Regions from separate parts of the Mus musculus genome. Here all the other regions are linked to region 3. A link is a contact called in public ChIA-PET and HiChIP or PLAC-seq data. All regions are on one chromosome and are shown on one strand. The core of a region is the stretch at or near the end of the contact, and the rest is flanking DNA. Distances in the headings are between cores, read along the strand shown.

Region 1 (6,129 bases), core at 151-2,650, 270 kb before region 3:
ATTTGCCAGGAAAGAAAAATCAAATATAACTCAAGTAAACAGCCTAAGACCCATGTCGGGAAGCAAAAGCTATCTGTATGAAATCACAATGGAACTTGAACAAAATAGGAAGCCTGGGTAGATTCCTCAAGGACCTCACCAGGTAAAGAAGTAAAAATGACCCCAGGAAGCAGTTGCAGACTTTAAAATCTGCTCCCCCTAAGTCTTTAAATCCGAGATCGATTGGCTCTCAGATATAAGGAGCCAAACAGCTGAGCATATATAGCCTGTTAGATGAGCTGCCCAAAACTGAGAGGGGTCGTTCTCCCCGCCCCCCAATAACAGCGGAGATTGCATTCTCTCCAACACATAACCCAGTGATCTCGATTGGTTCCCCAAGACTTGTTAAATTAGGTGTTTTCTATTTATACTGACCCATTACACAACGCGGTGACCAGCCTTTTGGCTTGGTGTGCAGAGTAACAGAAATTTTCCGAACATTTCCCAAATATTTCCTGATAATTGTGACATGAGATGGTCCAATGAGACGACAAAATACAGGAGACACTCAAAAGAGTAAGAGCACCGTGTTCCCAAACGCCAATACCTCAGCACTCTAAAAGTCCCAACCGGAGTCAGAGGTTTCAACAGCCCCCAAGAAGCTGCATTCCTGCATTCACACACCCGCCCTGCTGTCTCTGCCCTCCTCACACACAACGGCTTCTTCCTCCTCCTCCTCCTCCTCCTCCTCCGCCACCTCTCAGTGCTCCAGGGAGGTTCACCCAGGCTCGCACGGTCACGGACTGCGAAGGGCTCAGTCCTTCAGCCTTCACGCCCGCTTCTCTCACACTCAAACCTCCTTCACCGTCTCCGTCTCTCTCAGGGTCGCACACACTCCAGAGCCACCCTCACGCCCACGGTTTTCCTCCTCGCACTCTGGGTTTTTCCGTCTACACACACACACAAACAAACACACACACACACACACACACACACACACACGGCCCCTTACACTCACCATCTCACAGTTTTTCACAAACAGTCCCCCTTACACTCGGGATCTTGCACACTCACAAAGCCACCCTCGGGGTCTCTCTCCCCACACACGCGCCCGCGCGCGCGCCTGCGTCTTCCTCACACGGCGGTCCACTCCAGGGATCCACGCTCCCGGCGTCCTCTTCTCAGCCGCCGCGTCTCTCCCGCGCCCTCCGCCCCACGCGGTTTCCGGCCCCGCATCCAGCACGCGGCCACGGAGGCCACGCAAGAGTGTTCGGCCGCACACCAGAACGACCCCGAGCCGAACCGGAGCCAGCCCCTCACCTCCTCGGCCTCGCCAGCTACCTCCTCGTGGCCCGGAGCTTCCAGGATGCTCGGTCGCGCCGTCGCCCCGGCGGCCGCTCAAGCCCCGCCCACGCCACGTCACTCGCACCGGATCGCGACAGCGCGCGCCGCCAGGGGACCCGGCTCGGAGCGGGGGCCCCAGGCGGCGTTGCTTCCGGGCACTGGAGCACGCCGGGGCCCTGGGCGATCCGCGTACCGTTACGGAGCAGCCTCCAGCAGGCCGCGCCCGGACTCTCCCCGCGGGCTGTGACTGGGGTGCGGTCACCCTCACCTGGGATGGACACTCCCCGGCTCCCCACGCAGTCACTTGAAGCCTCTGGGGCTCCACGTGAGGATGCTGCTGCTTGGAGCTCTAACGGGCCCACACACACCTTCTCCTCCTTGGCCTTTGGGGACTGCACGCCCAGTGGGACCCCAGACAGTTGACACAAAGAGCTCTGGACCGCCTCCCTATCTAGATAACTGCCTCCCTTCAGCCCGGGAACCCAGGAAGAAATACACTCCCGGGACCGGTGCTCTGACACTCAGTTCAGACTCCATTAGACCCAGGAAGGCTGCCACTTCTGGCTCTCTTCGCTTTGTCCTGGTCTCCCCCGACCCTGCTGACACCCCTCTTGGGGATGCTGGGACATCCTGACCTTTTCTTCTCCCGTTGGTTGCTCCTCTATCTCCTTTTAGGTTATCTTTTTCCTCTAGTGGCGCTGGCGTTCATTCTAAGACTTCCTGCCTTTTATATTCCACCGGACCTTCTAACAACTGACCAGTCTGGCAGGGATAAATATAGTCTAACGAGACAGTTGTGCTTTTCTCGTAGGCTATCAGACTTTAAAAACAAAACAAAACAAAAAAAAAAAAAAAAAAACAAAAAACAAGAACAAAAAACCCAAGAAATCAGTATTTCCTCCAGGAATAGCCTGCTAGGAGATCAAGTGGACGAAACATCTAAAGGAGGAACATATCTCCTGGCTAAATATTTACAACTTGTCAGATACCTTGAAAGAAACAGACTTGGGAGTTTGTTTGCAAGGGACCCCATTCTTTCTGCATTTCTCGCTTAAGATTTAAACCTTATTGAGAGATAAGTAGTGTGCCGGGCAATAGTGCCCATACCTTTAATCTCAGCATTCAGGAGGCAGTGGGAAGTCACTCTATGTGAATTCGAGGCCATCCTGGTCTACAAATCGAGTCCAGGACAGCCAGGGTTCTGTTACACTTAAACTTTGGAAAAACCAAATAATTAACTAAACCTCTCCTAAAGTGCTCTCCTTCCTCCTTCCTGATGAATGAAAAAAACAGGGACATGATCACTCCTAGGTATGGTTGAAGAGAAGGTTTTTTGTTTTTTGTTTTTTGAGACAGGGTTTCTCTGTATAGCCCTGGCTGTCCTGGAACTCACTCTGTAGACCAGGCTGGCCTCAGACTCAGAAATCCACCTGCCTCTGCCTCCCAAGTGCTAGAATTAAAGGCATTGCACCACCACTGCCCGGCGAAGAGAAGGTTTTTATTGTAGCTATTAGGGAGAGCACAGCCAGAGGCATTTGGAAGAATCCAGCCTGAACATAGCCAACAGGATAGACCAGGCCATGAGAGGTGACAGGGTGGGGGAAAGCAGGAAAAGAGAGAGAGAGAGAGAGAGAGAGAGAGAGAGAGAGAGAGAGAGAGAGCAAGCAAATGAATGAAGAGAGGTGGCAAGGACCAAGAGGCCATGAGAAGAACCAAGAGAACACTTAGCCAAAATGTCAGAGAGTATACAGGAAAGAGAAGCTGGTGAGAAATACTAATTCTTTTTTTTTTTTCTTTTGGTTTTTCTAGACAGGGTTTCTCTGTATAGCTCTGGCTGTCCTAGAACTCACTTTGTAGACCAGGCTGGCCTCGAACTCAGAAATCTGCCTGCCTCTGCTTCCTGAGTGCTGGGATTAAAGGCTTGCGCCACCACACCTGGCTCGAGAAATACTAATACAATTTCTTGATTGGGTAGTAACAGAGCCTGGCCTCGTCCACTTTAACATGTTAATAGGAACCACACAGCCTTTGGTCCCAGGTTTCTTAGGAAGTTAACAACCTATAGGCGTAGGATGCAGTCCTTGAGGACCCCTTGTTGGTGCTGCCCCTTTTGGGTTCTCGTCTTCGAAACCTTGATCAGTCTCTGACGCAGCTCAAAGGGGCCCTGAGTTCAGGCTCCAGCTCCAAAGAAGGAGCATGGCAGGAATCCAACAGATCTGAGGATGAGGGAGGCTCCCCAGCACAAGCCAGCAGCCAGACTCTGATTCCCTAGCAAGAGGAAGGGTAGTACGGGGGGTGAGGGGTGGGGAGCAGGATATGAGACCACCAATACTTCTTTGATGTAAGCTCCCTACCCCACCTGAGAAACGCCATTACCAAGAGATCCACAATGAGTCAGGCAGTGACTATTAGAATTTGGGGAGGGGAAACTGCTGTAGGTATTGCAGCCTGGGCAGCAGCTGGACACCCTTACATCCTTACACACCTTCTGGAAGAATAAGTGAGCCTGCATAGATTTAGGTCAGTTGAGCCTGACCCTTCACTTATGGAATCAGTCCCTCCAGCATCGCCTCTCCATTCAATAAGAGCCACCCATTTGTCCTTGCAATAGCTATATATAGAAATCTGGCTTCCAGTGATTGCTGTCTCCCATCCACATAGGGAATCTGCTGAGCCCAAAGCTGGTACAAGACACCAGACCAGGGACCTGAGGCTTTCCAACATCAGCATTCTTGGTCAATGGGCACGCCCTGCAGGATAGATCTATCAATCAGATAAGGAAGCTGAGGCTCAGGGAAGTCAAAAGGCCACCCAAGCAAACGGGCTGACACTGGCAGAATACCTTCTCTGCAGCTATGAAAATGAGGTACCCGTAGGGCTCAAAAAGAGCTGGCCTGGGGAAGGGGTGTGTGGGAGACAGGGCTCAGCAGTTAAGGGCACTGCCTGCTCTACCCAAGGACCTGGGTTCGATCCTCAGCACCCATATGTCAACTCATGGCTGTATCCTGTTCCCGGTGATCTGATACCCTCGCAGTTAAACTGCCAATGGACATAAAAAGATTTGGAATGAATGAGTAGCTGCCTGCAAGGTCATCACGAAAGATGGCATGGTGGGTAGGTAAGGGCCAAGCTGGATAGGACCTGCAAATGATTTTTCATATTATCAATCTTTCACTTGGACCGGTGCCACCGCAGGGCTTGTGTGTCCACACCTCATGCCCCTTCTTGACCACCCCTTCCTTCCATGCATTACACTTGGTACAGTGAGTCTTAGATCGCCCTCTAGTGGCCCCCTGAGTATAGCAACACCTGGAATCTAGTCTGGCCAACTCAATGGAAACTGGTAGGTTTTCTACACCACAAAGTTCAAGCTGAGGCCCAATTCCTCTGCATGCTTCCCTATTTCAGACATCCCCTTTATCTATCTCCATGTGCTCCTATGTCTTAGTCATCATCTCTACTCATCCCTCCCTAAGCTAGTCTCTCCCTCCTGCTAGAATCCTTGAGAACATGGAAGCTCACAGGAGACTATGAACCTCTGTCTTCCACTCCTGGGTTTTCAGGGCTGGCGATAGTTTCCCAGTATCAGAAGCAAAGGCCTTCTGGTGAAACTGTAGCAGGCCTGTTTCTGATCTCTTCGTATGGCTTCCTAGTCAGACTCAGAAGGCAGGCAGGCAAGATGCTGAATCTGGAAAAGGTGACCTCCTAAAATGAACTTTAAATTCAAAGTGTAGAGGGCAAAAGGCCTGGTGCATACAGACAAGCACTGGAGAAGCTAGGCATTACACTGCTGACTGGGGAGAAGCAGGATGAAGACAGGAGCCCAACTCCAAGAGACACAATTTTGGGTCTGTTTCTTTTTTTTGGGGGGGGGGGCGGGCAGGGTTTTCAAGACAGGGTTTCTCTGTATAGCTCTGGCTGTCCTGGAACTCATTTTGTAGATCAGGCTGGCCTCGAACTCAGAAATCCACCTGCCTCTGCCTCCCGAGTGCTGGGATTAAAGGCGTGCACCACCATGCCTGGCTTCTGGGTCTGTTTCTTGGTCCCAGTGGAGAAATCAATTCTATCGATTCCAGAGAAGAGGACAAAAGGGTAAAGCGAAGGCGGAGGGGTAATGCTGAGGCCCCAGTAAAGTTACAGACCAAGCGCCCACCTCTACAGCACCTTCAGACACCATGGTTCCCTCCTCTCGTGCTCAGAGCAGGACAAGGCACCTTACAACATCCAGAATACTTTTATTGCCAAAATCGAGGTACAGTTTGCTCAGGGCCCCAAGTGGGGGGGTCCCAACACTCAGGTGAGGGACAGATGATAGGAATGTGCTTAACAAGGGAAGTCCAGCATCAGAAACGATATGGGAAGGCAGTGTGGTCCAGCTTCTAAGTGGTTTTGAGACCCCAACTTAAAAGCTGTACCCAAGCCCATAGTCAGGTACACTGTCCCTAAGGCAGTCCCAGATTCCCCATCCCTGCTGTCACACAGAGACCATGTGGCATCCCTGGGGCAAACAAACAATCCCCCCCCACCCCCAAGCTGGGACTCTAAGTTCCTAGCTCTCTTAGGAGCCTTTTCAAAGCTCTGGACTGTTTTCCTGCAAACCAAAACCCATTCAGCTGCCTGGTGGTAGTGTTGGGCAGGAACTCTACCACCTCTCAACCCTGTGCCAGCCCAAGTGGATAGTAGAAATACCCCACAGCGGGGTGCACCATGATGGTAGAGTTCTCAAGAAGGTGACTCATGGGAAGCTCTAAGCAACCGTGGCTGTTCCCTTGAGCTCACTTTCTTTCTAGGAACCTTCAAAGAAGC
Region 2 (5,830 bases), core at 1,660-4,159, 400 kb after region 3:
CCACCATGGCTGCCTTGCCCTGGCGGACTCATGCCTCTGCAACCATAAGCCCAAACACATGCTTCTATAATCCGCCTTGTCGTGGTATTTTAGCGCGGACACAGGAAGTAAGTAACTAATGTGTTTGTGAAGATGCCTCTGAGATGGGCTGCTAAGGAGCTTGATAGTGCTTCTTCCCAAAAGGCTCAGTTGGAGTAGTGCTCTCCAGGAGGACCAGGGTTTTCGGTAAAAAAAAAAAAATCTAAGAAGGAATATAGGGATCTGTTGCATGCAGGATGCTCTTTAGACATGCAGGAGATGTATCCTGGAGGTAGGAGACTCTGGGGTGTAGAAGGCTATGACTCTGAGTCTCTTTCCTTGCTGGGGACATTAATTAACCCTTCCTCCATCTTCATTTCTCTATCTGACTCTGGGTTCTCTGTTTCCAGATAACAACTGAGGAGTCATATGTGTTTCTGAAGCCAGAATAACCTTGATATTATCTTCAAATTTGAGCTTTATCAGTCAGTCCTAAAAGCAAGAATTTAAATTATAGAGAGGTTAACTTGCATAAGGACCCAGATTGGCATGTGACAGAGCAGAATTATGTCACATTTACTTCACACATGTGACTTACATATTTGTAGTGATAGATACACTTTCTGTTCCTATCTGCCCAGTGTGGGGTAGCTACCCCAGGAACTTACCATTTTAGAGCTTTCAAAACTGTCCTGGGTCTCACTATGTAGACCAGGCTGGCTTCAACCTCACAGAGATCTCCCTGCCTCTGCCTTCCAGTGCTAGGAGTAATATGAGTGCTGCCAGGCTAAGGGGAGAGAGAGAGAGAGAGAGGTTCTGTCCCCTAGAAGTTCCAGAAGGGGCCCCCAGAGTTCTAACTAGAAAATCTCTGTAGCCTGGGGCAGTAGCAGAGAGGAATCCTGACAGGAGAGTGTGGTGTGTGTGTGTGTGTGTGTGTGTGTGTGTGTGTGTGTGTGTGTGTGTTTCTAAGTCCTTTGGAGTAATCTGGGACGAGAGAGTCTAGTGGAGGAGACCTATATTGAATTTGAAGATGGGAGCTTCTAAAAGGAATTATGCTTGATTTAAGGGCAATAAAGAATTTAGATCTTTTGGGGCTGGAGCAATGGCTCAGTGGTCAGCAGCCTGTATTTCTTTTGTAGAGGACTTGTGTTTGGCTCCCAGCACCCAGCACAATCACCTGTAATTCCAGCTCCAACAGGCCCTGACATCTTTGGCTCCATGGAGTACAGACACAAACACATATAATAAATAGTAATAATAATAATTGTCTTTTTCCAGACAGAATCTAACTACATAGCCCTGAGTGGCTTGAAACTCACTATATAGACCAGGTTGGACTTAAACTCACAGAGATCCTCTTGCTTCTGCCTCCAGAGTGCTGGGATCAAAGGCATGAGCTGTCATTCCTGGCCCCCAAACAAGTCTTTTTATTTTAATTTTTTAAAATGTGCATTGGTGGGCTGGTGAGATGGCTCAGTGGGTAAGAGCACCCGACTGCTCTTCCGAAGGTCAGGAGTTCAAATCCCAGCAACCACATGGTGGCTCACAACCATCTGTAACAAGATCTGACTCCCTCTTCTGGAGTGTCTGAAGACAGCTACAGTGTACTTACATATAATAAATAAATAAATCTTTAAAAAAAAAATGTGCATTGGTGTTTTGCCTGCATGTGTGTCTGTGTGAGAGTGTCAGATCTTGGAGTTACAGACAGTTGTGAGCTGTCATACATGTGCTAGGGTTTGAACCTGGGTCCTTTGGAAGAGTGCTTAGTGCTCTTAACTGCTGAGCCATCTCTCTGACTCCCCCTGACCCACAAATAAATCTTTTTCTAAAGGTTTGTTTATTTATTTTATATATATGAGTGATATATATATATCACTAGGAGAGGGAATCACATCCCATTATAAATGGTTATGAACACCCCACCCCACCCCCTATGCAGTTGCTGGGAATTGAACTCAGGACCTCTGGAGGAACAGCCATTACTCTTAACCTATGATCCATCTCTTCAGCTCCCCTCAAATAAATCTTTTCTTAAAAAAAGCATGTGGTGGCACATGCTTCAATTCTAACACTCTGGAGCCTGAGGCAGGCAGATCTGTGAGTTTGAGGCCAGCCTGGTTTACATAGTGAGTTTCAGGTCAGCCAGGGCTACTACTCTGTCTCAATCCCCATCACACCCCTAAACAAAAACAATAAAACCCCCCAAAACAAAAAACAAAACATTTGAAGAAAAAAATTAGACATTTTGTGTTATCAATACTAAATTCTTATACTTCACACCTTACATTGTAGTTGCTCACATTTTCAGTTGGGTAAGGCATTTGTTTAGGTCTGTCTCCTTCAACCTGTTATTTCCTTCAAGGGCAGGAATCCCTGAGTGCTCCTCATGATGTGCCTGGCACTTAACACATACTTTGAGAGTGCAGCAGCCATATCTTTACTAGAATTCCAGCAAATTTGGGAGGCAAAGGTGGGAGAATCGCAAATTTGAGGCCAGCATGTGACCCTGTTTCTAATACACACATGCACACGTGCGCGCACATGTACACACACTCACACACAATTTAAAATAAAAGAAAATGAGCAAAAACCCTAGATTAGTTGGGGTCTTCCCAAGAGTGATTTAGAGGAGAAACTAGATACATGACACGTTTTGAGGAGAGTAGGATTCTTGGAAGACAAATTGTAGATGGGAGGTGGAAGAGAGTGTATTTTCCCTGTGAAAGGTTATGGGGGAAAATGAGAGTGGGCATGCTTTAGAGTCAGGGGGCACTTGGCAAACTCCGCCCAGAGCCACGATGCTCCTGCGAAGTGACGCAGCGCGGTTTGGCCGCTGTGGGGCGCCGTAGTTCGCGCTGTTGCCAGGGGAACGGGCCCCGCGCCGGGCAAGGCCCAGCCTGCCTTGGCCTGGCACGGCTGCACTGCCAGCGGGTCCTTGCTAAGGCGGAAGGACTCTGAGGCCCAACCTCCGTCCGGGATGGAGCCGCGCTCCGGGACGCGTCTCCTCCGTGTCCGGGGGACCGACTTTGCCCGGACGGTCTGAAGTGCGGCCGCCCTGGGGAGGGTGGACGGGCAGGGCGGGGCCGAGCCGCTGGCTGACCTTGGCAGGCCGCATCTGGCGCGGCTGCCACCACGCGCAGGTGAGGAGCGGCTGCAGCGTTTCTCACCTCCGAGCTTGGCCTGAGCCACCGGCCCGCGCTGCGCCGGTGCCTGGCGGGACTCTGGGCCTGTCTCGGCCTGCTGCTGGGTTTCGCCGACCCAGTGGAGCGCGGGACTTCCTTTTATCATTAATCAGGGCCATAGATCCGCACTGAGCGCCCACCGATCGCCAGGCAATGTGCCATGCGTCGGGCCTCCGAGCCTTCAGCCTTCGCAACCCACAGAGAATTAAGTGATGGGTTGGGGAAACAGGCGCCAGACACGTGACTAGAGTAATTTCAGGTCTCATTAAGGGTTCGGGTGGGCCCTAAAGGTGATGCTTAAACACGGAGGCTGGGAAGGAGCCGGAATTGCGACTAGGGGAAGGGTGTTTCTGAAAGAGGGAAAAGCGAACAAAAAAGTCCAGGTAGCAGAGCATTAGTATAGTATGGGACGGAAATGCTAGGGTAGTTCCTAAAGTGAGGGTTTTCAACTTTTATCCCAGAACGTGAAGGGAGTCCCTGAAGCGTTTAATGAGTTTCAAATTTTCAAAAGGGCTTTATCCTCTCTGTCTGCTGAGCAGAAATCATTTGAAGATTACCATAGTGCAGCGAGTGTAGCCGAGCCTCCTGGAACCCACAAATCTCTCCCGGTCCTCATCTGTGCATACGGAGTGTTGTTGTCATGTTCTCGTGTCACGTGTCATGAGACAAAGTAACAGGGGATCGTGGAGGTGGGGTGGATGGGGGAGGCCACATATGAGACCAAGGACTAGAGATCTGTGGGAACAGTTTGAAATCATAGGGCTACCTCAGAGTATTGAATTAAGTGAATTTCTGTGTAAGCGCTTCAAGCAGCGCCTGGCGTAGAATAAGTGCCTTCTAAGTGGCAGCAACGGCTGTTATTATGGAAACAGCATAAGGGCTCAGTGATCTTAGGGTAGCAGAGCTGGTAAGAAGTGGGTGGCTTCACTTCCTTTACCAAGGGCGAGCTAGGTTAGATGAGGGTGGTCACTCCTTTTGTGGAGCTGATGTTTTGGTTGTGGGAGACCAGCTGTATACAGATAATCACCAGGAGATGTAATAAAAGCAGCTGTGGTGTTTAATTAGCCTAGATTTTTCTCCCCCTATTGTTTTTCTTACTTTGTTCTGTCACCCTTTGTTCTTAATGACTTTTCTTGGTGGGTGTTCCCCGAGGCTGGCTCCTACAATCACCAGTTGATTTCCTGGTTAGAAGTCAGCAACCCTTGCCTCCTTCCCTTGATTTGGTTTCTGGTCCCTGCTGCCCTCTGTTACTCTTCCTGGACTTGTATCCCAGTGTTTGTGGTGGCTGCTGCGGAGGAGAACAATATGGAAATGTTTGCGCAGCATGTCAACTCAGGAACCATTTCAAGTTTCTCTTGCCATAGCAACTGACTTCAGCATATTGTTTATGAGAGAGAGAGAGTAAAGGCCCAGCCGCATTATCTGAGACCAAAGACCAGAGAGGCCTTTGAGAACAGCTTTAAGCTCTAGCTTATTTTCTGGAAGTGATGTGATATGTATCCCTCAGTTGAACCGTAGCTACTTAGACTGTTTAAGAACACAGATTTTCCTGGCACCTGTGGGGAGTTTTAATAAACACTGTACTTGCCCTAGAAGTCTTTTATAAGTGACTCTCTGCACTTAAACCAATGTGCTCTGCAAAGCGTTTTCTCCCCGGCTCCCCTGTATGCGGTCTAAACGGAGGCACAGTAGATCTCAGTGAGAATTATTTTAGAAGCAGGTCCTGGGGAAAGACTGAAAACGTGATTTAGAATTACTCAGGGGAATCTTAGGAGAGGAAGGCCAGCTGCTCAGGAGTGTACCCCTCCTGTAGAGTGCACCTCGGCCTTGTTCTGGGCTCACAGGGTACCACCCGTTCTTGGTCAAGGGCTAGACAAGTGTCCTGCCCAGCAGCTCTGTTTCATGCCCAGTGTCTGTTTCCAACTTTGACCAGACCCCTAAGAGTGCCAGGAAGTTCTGTGGCCTTTCCTCCAAGTACTGAATGGCTCAGAACTGCCTTCAAGGCTAAGAAAGCCCTTCAACAAGCACTCTTGTCAAATGGTTGTTAGGCAGGAATTCCTGGTTTTTCCAGCCAGGTATAAACCTCTAGCTCACACAGGTTCATTTGGTTCACATGGCAGCACAGTGGAGCAAGGAGGGCTAGAGGTGATATCCTTCAACGGTTTATTTGGTATGTCTGTCTCTCTCTGTCTCTCTGTCTCTCTGTCTCTCTGTCTCTCTCTCTCTGTCTGTCTGTCTCTGTGTGTGTGTGTGTGTGTTGGTCTCGTTGTTGGAGATTGAATCCAGGCCTTCCTTTCCACAGAGCTATCCTTTTTTTTTTTTTTTTTTTTTTAACTTTGAGAGCTTCATAGAAATTGCCCATATTTGGATTCTGCCATTTCCTGCCCAGAGTACTCTGTGCCTATAGAAACATAGATATCTGTCTGTCTGTCCATCCCTTCTGGGTGCTTGTTTGTGTTGACATAGTCTTGCTATCTAACCAAGGCTGGGCTTGGGACTTGTAGCCTTCCAGCTCTAGTCTCCCAAATGGTGATGGTCTTTTAAATATATGTATGTGTGTGTATACATATATATATATATATATGTGTGTGTGTGTGTGTGTGTGTGTATTAATGTGTGCATTTCTG
Region 3 (6,052 bases), core at 2,238-4,737:
ATAGGTCAGTGATGACCTAGCCAAAAGGTGTTTGGAAAAGCCTCTTTCCAGTTCTCAGAATTCCTTACCTCTTTCTAGGGCGTTACTTCTCAAATTCTCTCCATATGTCAAGATACACACAGAGAATAACACTACTGTCTAGTGCTCTAGGTCAATGAAGACAGCTCCTCTGAGCTGTCCTGAAGTTTAAGGGTCAATAGTGTCAACGGCTTACAGCACAGTAACATCACCACACGGCTGGTTAAGCACTGAGGAAGGTCAGAGTAGCTCATAGACCATCCTCATACTAACAAAGCCAAATGAAAGGCCAAACCAAATTTTCACTCATCCAACTATGACCTTGTGACTGACTTCAGCATCTGTTTCAGATCCCACAAGCATTTGGATTCTCAAGGACATTCTGTTCCAAGTGACAAGGAAATCTACAATGTGAAACTATACCTCAAAGTCAGAGGCAACTTTCCTGTAGGCTGCACTTTCTCTGGCTCATTTATTCATCTTAAGCACAGGATTACAATTAGACTTAGAAAACTTGCCTATTCAGCAAACTCACCCTCTAGTAAATTAGAACCCTAAATCCCTTTAGAGGAGTGATCAACTGTATCTATCTGATGAGAAATGATGTTATCAGAGCTCTCAGATACCTACAAATGACCTTGAAGAAAACACAAGACACAGGGCATCATCCCACACACAGACAATATGAAGAACAATTTTAGAAGACGTTTTTGCCAGGCAGTAGTGGTGTGTGCCTTTGATCCCAGCACCCAAGAGACAGAGACAGGAACTCTTTGTGAGTTCAAGGCCAGCCTGGTCTACAGAATGAGTTCTAGGACAGCCAGAACTACACAAAGAACCCTGGGGTGGGGTGGGAAATGATGACATTATCTAGCTGGGGCTTGTGGGAAAGGCCCATAATCCAAGCTACTCAGGAAGCTGAGGCAGGAAAATCCCAAGACCTGTCTCAGAGTGAGTTGAAGTCCAGCTTGGATAACGTAGTAAAACCCCATCTCAAAATCAAAAGTGGGGCTGGCAAGATGGCTCAGTGGTTAAGAGTGCCCACTGCTCTTCTGAAGGTCCTGAGTTCAAATCCCAGCAACCACATGGTGGCTCACAACCATCCGTAATAAAATCTGATGCCCTCTTCTGGAGTGTCTGAAGACAGCTACAATGTACTTACATATAATAAATAAATAAATATTGTTTAAAAAAAAGAATGTTTTTAAAAAAAAATCAAAAGTGAAAAAGATGGCCAGGGTTCTACCTCAGTGGTATTAGTCTTGATTAGATCCAAACCAAAAACATCAACCATGATGTGGCTGGCAAGAGAGCTCAGTGGCAAAAGCACCTGCTGTCAAGACTGACCCCCGATTCTATCTAGAACCAACAGGAGAACCAACTCTCACAAACTGTCTCCAACCTACCTACCTACTCACCGACACGAGTGAGCACACACATACACACAGGGAGATAGACAGATGGACAGGGAAGTTTTCTGGGGCTAGGGGTGTACCTCAATAGAACATTATTGGCATATATTTAGATCTTTCAAAGTCTTTCCAAGGTATGGGCAACGATCCATAACAGGAGTCTACAAGGCCAGTAGCTTCCAGGGGCAATAGCACAAATCTTCATCCAAGAAGTACAGTAATATCATTAGCTTTGCTTTCTTAATTTCAAGACAGGGTCTCACTCTGTAGCCCAGGCTACACTGACTGATGAACTCACTATAGAAGCAGGACTGACCTCAAACTTAGAGCAATCCTCCTGCCTCAGTCTCTTAAATGCTGGAATTACAGGTGTGCACAACTATGCCCTGACTGCATCATTTTCACAATTTTCTGAAAAGGGGACACAGCTCAGTTGTTAGAATGCAAAATGCCCAGGATCAATCACTGTACAGGGGGAGGAAGGAGACTTAAAAAAAACTTTAAAAGCACAGATTTCTACCTCATATCTTGTTTCTTTCTTATTTTTTGTTTTGCTTCATGAGACAGGGTCTCACTCTGTAGTCCTGGCTGACTTGGTACTCGATATGCAGTCTGGGATCATCTCAAGTACCATGGTAATCCTGCTCCTTCTGCTTCGCAAATGCTGGGGTTACAGCATTTAAGCTACCATACATTGTAAGCTGACCATGTAGCTAAGTGAAAAGGGTTCAGGCCCTGAGTTCAATTTCCATCAACGAAATCAGCAGAAAAATAAAGTGAAGACTCCCCCCACCCCACCCCCAAGACAGCCTCACTATATCAGACTGTCCTTTAACTTTTGGGCATCCTCCTGCTTCTCTCTCAGGAGTGCGGTGATCACAGGCATGCACCACCAAACCAGGGCTTTGGAGTATTTTGTTTTTGAGACGGGGTCTCATATAGCCCAGGTTCGTCCTAAATGTACTATGTAGCCTAAACTAGCCCTTATTGATCGGAAGTGTAGTCTACCACATCTAGAGAAGAGTAAAACTCTTGAATTTGTATCTTGAAAAAAAATACTTCAAGATGTCACTGTTTGCTGTGACTATCTCAAAATGCTGGCCATGACAGATGTTCCCCCAAGGCTTAATCTGTATCTATTCAAGTCAGTGTCCCGATAGCTTTAACTAAACACTACTACTGTGTGAACGCAGGAGACAGTTTTCCAAGGAAAAGACATTGGTGATAGATTCAAAAAGACACAGGTTAATTTCCTCTACTGGTGAGTGAGGGTGGAAATGAACGGAAGTTTCACAAACCGAGAAAGCAGCTATCTGAACCTCGAGGGTATGAAACCACAGAGTTAATAGGAGGCTCACATGCCTCAACAAAACACTACATAATCGCAGTACAGACGTGCCCAGGCGTTCTCTGCAGGGCTAGGTAGGCCACATCCGATTATGATAAGCTTTGAATGCTGCAGGCTACAAGGTTTAGTTTTTCCCTACAGTGACTAAGGAGGCAATTTTAACGAGTGATTTTTCTGGTGCGAATTATACACGCAGCAGCTTCAGAGGACTGAGCGGGGCTCTCCTTATAAGTATGACAGGTTTGCCTTGCAAGCGACCCAGCTGGACTCTGGCCCTTTTTCCAGCCAGTACATGGAAGCGATCGATGGCCCCCGCAGGACCCTGGCGTTCAGTCGCAAGGGAAGGGTGTGGAGTAGGCGCCGCACACAACAAGGTTAGATCAACCTGACCCGCGCTGGACGCGGGACGGCTGGGCCACAGACAGGCAGATGACCAAGTCCATCGGGCCTAACGCGGCAGGAGGTTTCGAGGCCATGCCTGGGGACCGCGGGTAGCCACAGCCCGGCCTGCTCCCCAGCCCACAGGCCCCAGTGCACGGGGACCGAGGGCTCGGAGTCGCGCCAGGCCCTGGCTGCGCCCGCGGCTGAACTCGCAGGCCCCTCACGCCGGTCAGGCCGAAGCCCCGAGCCGGAAGGCCTCACCTCGCGCGGGCGGCGGGCTCTCCGGAGTCTCGGCGGCTCAGCCCACCGTCTCCCAGCCCAGGCCACGGGCGCCGCCGCCATCCTCCCGCGTCAGCGTGGTGGCGTCATTACTGCGCGCGCCTGACGCCAAAACAAACTTGGGCGGCCAAGGGACGGAAGGGAGGCGGAGCCTCCAGACGCGAACGCAAGTGTGTGTAGGGGGGGGGGGGGGTTCGGAGTGCCTGCCAATCAACGTCTTCGGGGCGGAGCAGAGCTCTTTTCCAGGGGTGGGTCTGTTTGCCGCTAGACACCGCTGGGGAGCCATTTGTGGAGGGAAAAGTTCTGGGAAAGGTAATGACCGAGAGAAATGGAAAAAAAATGGCAAGATTCTTCTATAGATGAAGGAGTTCTTGAAGGGCAAGGGAGTGTGTCATCACGCCAGGGCTAATTTTTTTTAATGTATTGATGCAAAAACAAATGAATCACGAGATTTATAACATAAAATAAAAAGTAAAAAAGATTGTTAATGTATTGATGCAAACACAAATGAATCACGAGATTTATAAAATAAAATAACGAATAAAAAAGATTGTTACCAAGCTTGACATGGTGGGCACATTCCTTTAATCTCAGCACTCAGGCAGGAGGATCTCTGAGTTCCAAGCCAGTGTGGTCTACAAAGCTAGTTCCAGGACAGTCAGGGCTATTACAGAGAAACCTGTCTCAAAAATAAACAAAGAAGCTGGACGTGGGGGCACACGTCTTTAATCCTAGCACTCGGGAGGCAGAGGCAGGCAGATTTCTGAGTTCGAGGCCAGCCTGATCTACAAAGTGACTTCCAGGACAGCCAAGGCTATACAGAGAAACCCTGTCTTGAAAAAAAAACAAAAAATTAATTAATTAAAAAAATAAAGATTTTTTTTTTTGTACTAACACACTAGGTTTTGAAACAACTTTTACTTTTTTAAAAAAGACAAAACATCGTTAGCCTGTAATCCTAGTACTTTGGAAGCAGCAACAAGAAAGACTTTAGTTTGAGGCTAGCCTGGTGTATTTATTAAGGTCCTATCTCAATAAAAAAATTCATCAGTGTGTTCCCACATGCCTATAATCCTGGCACTCAGGAATTTAAGGGGATATTGCAGTGAGAGGTTTAAAAAAAAAAAAAGGCCAGGTTATAGAAGTTATAAGTTTTCTTGGGATACAGATTAAGACCATCTTTCAAAATGGCAGCAATGAAATTTGTTTCTCAAAGGGTTATGGGATTACTAAAAACATGAACTTTAACCCAGCCTGGTGTGATTTGGGAAGCAGAGGGGGGACCTCTGAGTTCAAGGCCTGCATGGTCTGTCTATAGCAACAGGATACCCAGGGCTGCTGCACAGGGAGACCTTGCCTAAAAAAAACAGCATGAGGAGGGGTGATACCCAGAGTAGGGCTTCCCCTTCTCAAAAGAGACAGGGAAAGTGGATGGGGGAAGGACCTGTGTGACTGATTACTGAGAGGAAAGGAAGGGGTGATAAAGTGAATAAATAAATAATTTTTAAAGGTTTATTTTTTTTATGTAAGTACACTGTAGCTGTCTTCAGACACACCAGGAGGAGGCGTCAGATGTCATTACGGATGGTTGTGAGCCACCATGTGGTTGTTGGGATTTGAACTCATGAACTCTGGAAGAGCAGTCAATGCTCTTAACTGCTGTGCCATCTCACCAGCCCAATAAATAATTTTAATAACAACAAAAAAGGAGCATTGATTTTGGGGCCAAATCTGGGATCAAATCCAGCTCTGACATTTCCACAGTTATATGAATTCTCGGGGAAGATGTCACCCTCAAGCCTTTCCATACGAATTTCCTATCCTTATATTTACTATGAACATATTGTAATCATGATTTTAGTCTCACAATAAAAAAATAATATAGAAGTCCAGAGTTGATAACACTCAGAAATCTATAGTCTTTTATTTGTCAAGGTATTTGGCAAATAAAGGAACGAGTATTTACTCGTATACGCTGTATATTCAGGTATTGGTTTGGGATCTAGGGAAAAACACAGGCTTAGCAGGAACGTGTTCTGGTGTGATGGCAACTGGTCCCAGGACATCTATCTGAATGGTCAACTCCACCTTGTCTATATAGATCTACAGCTGTAGAACACTGTGACCGTGCTTAGACCTAGGTAGCTATGCCTAGGCACCGGCATCTTGGCTATCATCCCAACCGTCTGCGCTAGCTCTGAGATAAAACCCATAAAGCCTTTAAGCCCCTGGCCACAGAGCAAAGTCTTCCCCCACTCAACCTCCGATCCCAGCCCATGGCAGAGTAGGGACTTAGGGAGCAAACATCAGGGTAAATGTAGGTCACTGTAGGAGGGTTGTAATCCCCACCCCACCAATGGCTGGCCAGAGCAGCCATCCCTGCTTACAGAAGCAGGCTATTCCTGGCCATTTACTAGGTCTAGAAAACTATCAGGATCCGAAGCTCCAGCACACCACTCCCAACTATACGCCCATGCTGAGGGAGGTGTCCCAGGATGACATGCCCTGGAGTCATTTTTAGTACAAGCTCATGTTGACTATAAAAATGCCCATGTTGGAGTTAAGAGATTCTTTCATTCCTTATTCTCCACGCTGTACTCTTTATTTTTAGATT
Region 4 (6,259 bases), core at 3,638-6,137, 440 kb before region 3:
CAGTCACTTCTGCCCACGCTAATCTCCCTGCTCTTCTTCCTGCCCAGAGCTACCCCACATTGGACCAACATCACAGGCTCTACTCATAACCACATCGGTGCCCCAGCTCACCAAAGACACCATTGCCCCATGTCCGCTCCATCCTGCTTTGCTTCCGCTAGTGACCTGCAGCTTCCACCTCTCTTTTTTTTCTCTAAATCTCTTGATTCTCTTTACTGTCTCAGAAAGTCAAGCTCTAGATCAGACTTGTTTATGCCTTTCCCAGCACTAGTGGAAGTTTGGAGAAAGGTCCTGTTTTCAGACATTCCCACATGCCTGTGATCTCCAAACTCTTTCTGCCTGGAAGCCTCTGGAGATCTTTTAGGTTCTCTTATCTTTTCCACAGCAGCTACCTTTAGTATTTTCTTCACTTCAGATTTTCCATTCTTCTCATCCTCCTCCCATGGGGCTCCTAGACTCCAGTATTGAAGCAGAAACAATGGCCAAGCTACCTACTACACAGGGCTACCTCCAGTTCCCCTCTCCTCCCCTCCCATGTGCTAGGAAAGTGTTTTTCTTCCGGCTTGCTAGGATGTACTGTCTCCTACCATGTGGTTCCCAGAGACTGAGCTCATATCAAGTTACTCTTTCCGAGGCCACCAGTGACCCTGTTGCTACACTGGGGATAGGGACAGTTCAGAGCTTGGCTTTGCTAATCCTGTGTGGCATCACCCCACTCCCAGCTTTGGCTTCTGTGGCCACAGCATTTTCTGATTTTCTCCAAATCTTTCTGTTCTCACCTTTCCATTTGGAATCTCCTTCCTCAGCTTGTTTTTTAGTTGTAGATAACCCACAAGGAATTTGGGCCTTCTCTTTGGCCTCCTCTAGTGAAGAATTCAGTTCATTTCCATAACTTGAATGATGACCTGACCTCTAATAAGTCGATAATTTATTATTCTATCTCACTAGATCTCATAAGTTACAGACCACCTCCTGAAGAGCTCACCTGGACATACCACATGCAACTCAAATTTACCTCCTTGGTTTTATTTATTTATTGGTTTTTTGAGACAGGGTTTCTCTGTATAGCCCTGGTTGTCCTGGAACTCACTCTGTAGATCAGGCTGGCCTCGAACTCAGAAATCAACCTGCCTCTGCCTCCCAAGTGCTGGGATTAAAGGCCTTCACCACCACTGCCCAGCTTGGTTTTATTTTTTAATTCATTTTGAATGACTTTATTTTATGAGCATTGTTTGGTGTTTTGCCTGCATGTCTGTCTGTATGAGGATGTCAGATCCCCTGGAACTGGAGTTACAGAGAGTTGTAAGCTGCCATGGGCTTAGAATTGAACCCTGGTTCTCTAGAAGAACAGCTAAAGTTCTTAATGGTTGAACCATCTCTCCACCACTATCCCTTATTTTTATTTATTCCTCTAGGTTTTCTGGAAAGGTTTTGTATAGCCTTGGCTGTCCTCAAACTAGCTCTATAGACCAGGCTGGCCTCAAACAGAGAGATCCATCGGCCTCTGCCTCCTAAGTACTAGGACTAAAGTCATGTGCCACCATTGCCTGTTGCCTTTTTATTTTTAAAGACTTACAAAAATTATTCATATTTATTTAGTTATGTGTAGGAATATTTTGCCTGCAAGTATAATTGTGTACCACATGCTTGCCTGGTGCCCAGGGAGGCCAGAAGAGGATGTTAGGCTGCCTGGAATTACTGCCTGGATGGTTTTGAGATACCAGGTTGGTACTGTAATACCAGGTCCTCTGCAAGAGCAACAAGTGTTCTTAACTACTGAGCCATCCCTCTAGCCCCCTCTGTTTTCCTCTGTAAGCAGGAGGAAACTAGCATGACATTCTTCTGGAATCTTCTACAACGCTAGCTGCTAGGCACCCGGAATTCCATTCCATTGGGAATTCTAAAATTGCCCCTAAAATGAGAAACTAAATCTACTGACCATTTTTTCATGTGTCGGGCACTATAACTCATCCAGGTCATCCTCTCAGCTCTGAGGTATCATCACCTCCATTTCTCGGATGAGAACACTGGGATGCAAGAGATTAAAGCTTAAATAACCTGAGCGAGTCATGCAAGTACGAAGAGAGGGGAGAGAGTCAAACCCTAATTGCCCTGGGTATCATCATCCCCTGTTTCCTCAGTCGAACGGATATCTGATGACAAGACAAAAAAACCCAAAAATCTAAAAGTAGAAAAGCGTTTGCTGAGTCCTAATGTGTGTGAAATGCTTCACACAAGGCAGCTTTATCTATCCCTTGCAACTCTTTCAAATAAGCAAACTATAAACCCCAGAAGGCAGTTTCTGTAAGCCAGCAAATGGGTTTGAATTTCCCCACCTGTACCCTTATTAGCTTCTTCCTAACACCAGTAAACAGCATTTTATAGCTGAAGAAACAGGTCCAGCCCAGGGTCACACATCTAATCAGAGATAAAAATCAGGATTAGGACCTGGCTTCTCGACTCTAGCAGATTTTATTTAAGTACCCACGGGGGTTCTGGGAGAATCCAGGAACCTTAACTTTTTTCCTGTTTGGTACCATTTCCTGAAAATTAGCATAACTTTTGTGGGAGGGGCAATACTCGGAGTCAGACAAAAGGCCGTGTACAGGTAGGTAGGTGCTCTGTCAATCTAATTTCCTGCCCTAGCGATACTTTCAAAGGGCTCAACTGACCTCCAAGGGCTTCACCTCCGGCTTTTGGTGGGTTTCTTCGCTAGGCTTCTGTGGATGTCCACTGTATGGCATAGTTCTGTTCTCCCAACAGCCTTTGCTCTCACTGTATCCACAGACTTGGATACTGAGCTTCAACACATCCCATTTCCCTGTGCTCCTGGCAGTAATGAGTAACTCATCCTTAGTAATGAGGCTGTGTCTATTAAGTCAGCCCCAGTGGCCTTCCTCCATGATTTAGCCAAGATCAAAGCCCCTCTGCGAGGCTTACTCGAGGTCCTGTTAGGGAAGAACTAACATTTTATTCATCCTCTGCCCTAGCCTTTGTTCTGTACCGGGATAGCAGGCTTCCTTTCTTTCAGGCTCTGTTTGGAATAGTAGTCTTTCCAGTTACTTCCTTTCCCAGTGTGAATCAACTATGCACATGAAGGCATTCTTTCCAGAATGGTTGTGTTTTCATACACCCTAAACTTCTAGGACGATGACAAACAAACTATGGATGGAATTAATGAGACATCTAGTCAGTATCAGAATCTTTCCTGGGGATTCAGGAGGAAAAAATGCTACCTAGCAAGGCAGGAAATCACTGTGGAGTCCTATGATGCTGAGCAGAAGGTTTAAAGGCCAGCCAGCATCTTATTTCATGACTGACAGGTGAGAGAAGATCTTCCCAGAAAGGGAGTGGGAGGCAGGCATTTAGACATAGAAAGTAGGGCCAACAGCTAAAATAGAGGAACTGGTGACATTTAGTGGGGGAATTGACAGGAATAGCAGGCACAAATATATTTCTCTAGAACCACAGTAGTAGAAAGACCCTGGGACATTCAGACAAAATCCCAACCAATCCTAAAAGTATGAATGGCATTTAAACTTTTTTTTTTCAACCAGTAGCATCCTTCTAGTGAACATCTTTAGGAGTGGGAAACACCTTAGAAAATAAACATTTTTTGAAGGTGTATGCTGAAATCAGATAAACCGCTGTTCATTTTCAATAACTATAGGTAAATCTCAGCATTTGTTGAGTGCCTCCTGTATGTCAGAGGTTGTAGACACGGAACTATAAATATGAATAATACAGGACTTGCCTCTGCTTTATAAGTTTAGTTTCATGAGGAAGCTGGGTGTGTAAACATGCAAATCAAATAGGGGAAGTAGAGGCTGACAGACACAGAAGATGTGCAACACTCGGCAGAACATCAAGGAAGTCGTCACACATCAAGGCAACATTTAAACTGGGGCTTAAAGGATGTTGAGGAGTTGGAGGACGGCATGATGGAGGGGATCAGAGGAAGAGAGAAAAATCAGTACTCAAGGCTTGCCAGTTTCCAAAGTTCAGAACGATGCAAACGAGAGTGGAGTCCAATTCTCAAGGGACTTTCCAGCTTTGCTGTGAAAAGTGGATTTGATCCCAGAGGCCCGAGGAAGCCTGTGAAAGGTTTTAGGCAGAAGCAGCTCACTCTACCAGAAAGTACTGAAGGAGAGACTGCAAAAATGTGGGGACAAGAAGGAAAGGTCCTAGTGGCGCAAGGAATGTGGCCAGAAGAAAAAAAACAAAAAAAAAAAAACAAAAAAACAAAACAAAACAAAAAAAACAAACAAACCTTCAGTGTCAGAATTAAGGAAAAAATATAAAAGTTCAGATTGAGGTGTGAAGGTCTCCTCCAGTATCCTTTATCTCTGGTGGGGAGGAACCAAAGCGTCTCGCTCTCGATTGGCTCCACCGAGTGTTGCAGCGAGGCCGTCTCGTTACCTTTCTTCCTAGACAGGGAAACTGAGGCCCAGGGTCCTCAAGTAGAAACAGAGAGAAAAAGATAACCGAATCCGTCTTCCAAGACGCTAACCACAGATCACATGTGGTCTTGCAAGGGTCCCAAGGCCTGCCCCACTTCCCCATCCCCCATTCCCCAAGGGGCTGAGTTTGCTATGGAAACAGTCCTCCCACCCTCCTCCGCGCCTAGGGCTCCTCAATGCACTCTGGGAAATGTAGTCCATTTGTTTACAAGCCCGCGGCACGAGCCCACTCCACAGCCCTAAGAGACTACATGTTCCAGCAGGCAGAGCAAACACTTGGGCGGTCTCTGGGGGCGAGGTCCCAACGGAGGGACCGGAACCTCCCAATAGGCAACCTCCTGGGCGGATCCTGCGTCTCCATTGGCCAGAGCAGCTCGCGGGAGGCGGGGTCAGCGGAATGAGGCGCGGAGCTGTTCGCCGCTCCAGGTGCTGAGTCCGAGGGAGGCTCCGGATGCCAGAGCCGCGGTCGCTGTAACCATCGCCGCCGCGAGAGCCGTCTCTAGGAAGCCCCGGTCGCGAGGAGCTGGGAGGCGCCGCGTGCGCTGCCCCGCACCGAGCGCCCTCCTGTGCGCCACCTGAGGTGGGTGCTAAGGACTTGCTTTTGTTTTATTGAGGAGAGGGGGGCCTGGGGAGTTGATGGGACGTGTCCTCGCCGCACTTAACACCATCTGTCCGTGGAGCTGGAGGGACTGACTGCGGGCCTCTTCGTGGCCCAGGGCCTGAGGTCGGAGCAACCTCGGCTGGGTTTTGTCGTATGGTGAAAGAGCTTCTTGAGTGTAAGGGATGAAGGGCTGGAAGACCCTCTCTGGTCTCTCGTAGGAGAGCGTGAAAAAGGCTTGGAGTCTCCCTTTTCCTGCGCCTAAAGTCAAGGCTGCTTGGGTTGTTGAGGATGGAGGGACTGTTCTGGGATGAGAGGTTTGGAGATAGAGGGACCCTTCCTTACAACACCCCAGCTCGAGGCTGCAAACAGGCTGCAAACAGGGATTGGGATGTGACTGATGAGACACCTCCCCTCCTCTTAGACTCTCCTAGGTTTCGAGTTGTTAGGGAGACCCTTCCCTTTGCCCTCCTTTACATCCAGGCTCTCCCCTTATGACTTGCTCACAGTTGGGTTCTTTGTGGGATATTTGTTTTTGGGAATGGAGAAAGTGAAGGGCTGCAGGACTCCTCCCCACCCTGCTCCAAGCACTGATGGATGCTTGGGTCTTCTGTGATGGAGCCGCACCTAAGGTCTGAATAGCCTGGGTGTGGGAGGTGGGTAGAAGTGAGAGTCTGAGGTACCCCTCCCTACCTGGATCTTATTTCCCAGGCCCTCTCCACCTAGATCCAGGTCCCAGGCAGTAGAGAGTGGAGATCATCTCTCTTGCTCCGCCACACCCCGGGAATTAGAGCTCCAGCACCACGGCTAAGAGTCTAGATGGGCACCTGAGGGAAAGGACCCAGTGGTCTCCCTCTCCAGCAACCCGCAGCTCCTCCGCGTTCGCGGATCCTGGAGGGATGCTCCGCTGCATGCCGAGCGCGCTCCAGATCTGGACGCCGAGATCTGGTACCCTGCGAGCAGGGGTTGCTCTCAGGTGCCCGGCTTTCGCGCTCTGCCCAGGCATCCACGGGAGGACAAAGCGGCGGTGGCGGCACTGGCAGGCGTGCAGGGCTGGACTGCGCGAGGGGCGCGGCTGAGGAAGGGGGGCTTCGGGCGCGGCACGGGTAGCTTCCACGGAAACGTGCTAGGAGAAGAGAGAGCGAGAGAGACAAAGCGCGCTCGCTCCTCGCGGGCCCGCGCGAGCCGGGATGGAAAATCC

Evidence for each region. ChIA-PET counts read pairs in DNA pulled down with a chosen protein or histone mark. HiChIP or PLAC-seq counts read pairs in DNA pulled down with a chosen protein or histone mark.
Region 1: an RNA polymerase II ChIA-PET map of memory CD8 T cells shows a contact between it and region 3, with 42 read pairs. The contact joins the promoter of Slc7a6 here to the promoter of Pskh1 in region 3. A contact is called at or near these places in 1 of 484 Hi-C or Micro-C datasets (embryonic stem cells), 3 of 115 datasets of contacts at active chromatin or transcription factors (effector CD8 T cells, embryonic stem cells and memory CD8 T cells) and 3 of 9 other capture datasets (adipose tissue, liver and pancreatic islet).
Region 2: a FOXA1 HiChIP or PLAC-seq map of pancreatic cancer cells shows a contact between it and region 3. The contact joins the promoter of Zdhhc1 here to the promoter of Pskh1 in region 3. A contact is called at or near these places in 4 of 39 promoter capture datasets (cranial neural crest, frontonasal cranial neural crest, neural stem cells and 1 more) and 2 of 115 datasets of contacts at active chromatin or transcription factors (large pre-B cells and pancreatic cancer cells).
Region 4: an H3K27ac HiChIP or PLAC-seq map of microglia shows a contact between it and region 3, with 4 times the contacts expected there. The contact joins the promoter of Smpd3 here to the promoter of Pskh1 in region 3. A contact is called at or near these places in 1 of 39 promoter capture datasets (pre-B cells), 1 of 115 datasets of contacts at active chromatin or transcription factors (microglia) and 1 of 9 other capture datasets (pancreatic islet).

Annotation. Positions count from the first base shown.
Region 1 is chr8:106,164,125-106,170,253 of GRCm38.p6, reverse strand. It overlaps Slc7a6 (solute carrier family 7 (cationic amino acid transporter, y+ system), member 6), which reads right to left and starts at 1,400. Exons shown (of 10, transcript NM_178798.4): 1 at 1,300-1,400. It overlaps Pla2g15 (phospholipase A2, group XV), which reads right to left. Exons shown (of 6, transcript NM_133792.3): 6 at 5,536-6,129.
Region 2 is chr8:105,494,141-105,499,970 of GRCm38.p6, reverse strand. It overlaps Zdhhc1 (zinc finger, DHHC domain containing 1), which reads left to right and starts at 2,909. Exons shown (of 14, transcript NM_175160.5): 1 at 2,909-3,161.
Region 3 is chr8:105,897,909-105,903,960 of GRCm38.p6, reverse strand. Pskh1 (protein serine kinase H1) reads right to left here and starts at 3,487. Exons shown (of 3, transcript NM_173432.2): 1 at 3,421-3,487.
Region 4 is chr8:106,336,593-106,342,851 of GRCm38.p6, reverse strand. Smpd3 (sphingomyelin phosphodiesterase 3, neutral) reads left to right here and starts at 4,887. Exons shown (of 9, transcript NM_021491.4): 1 at 4,887-5,040.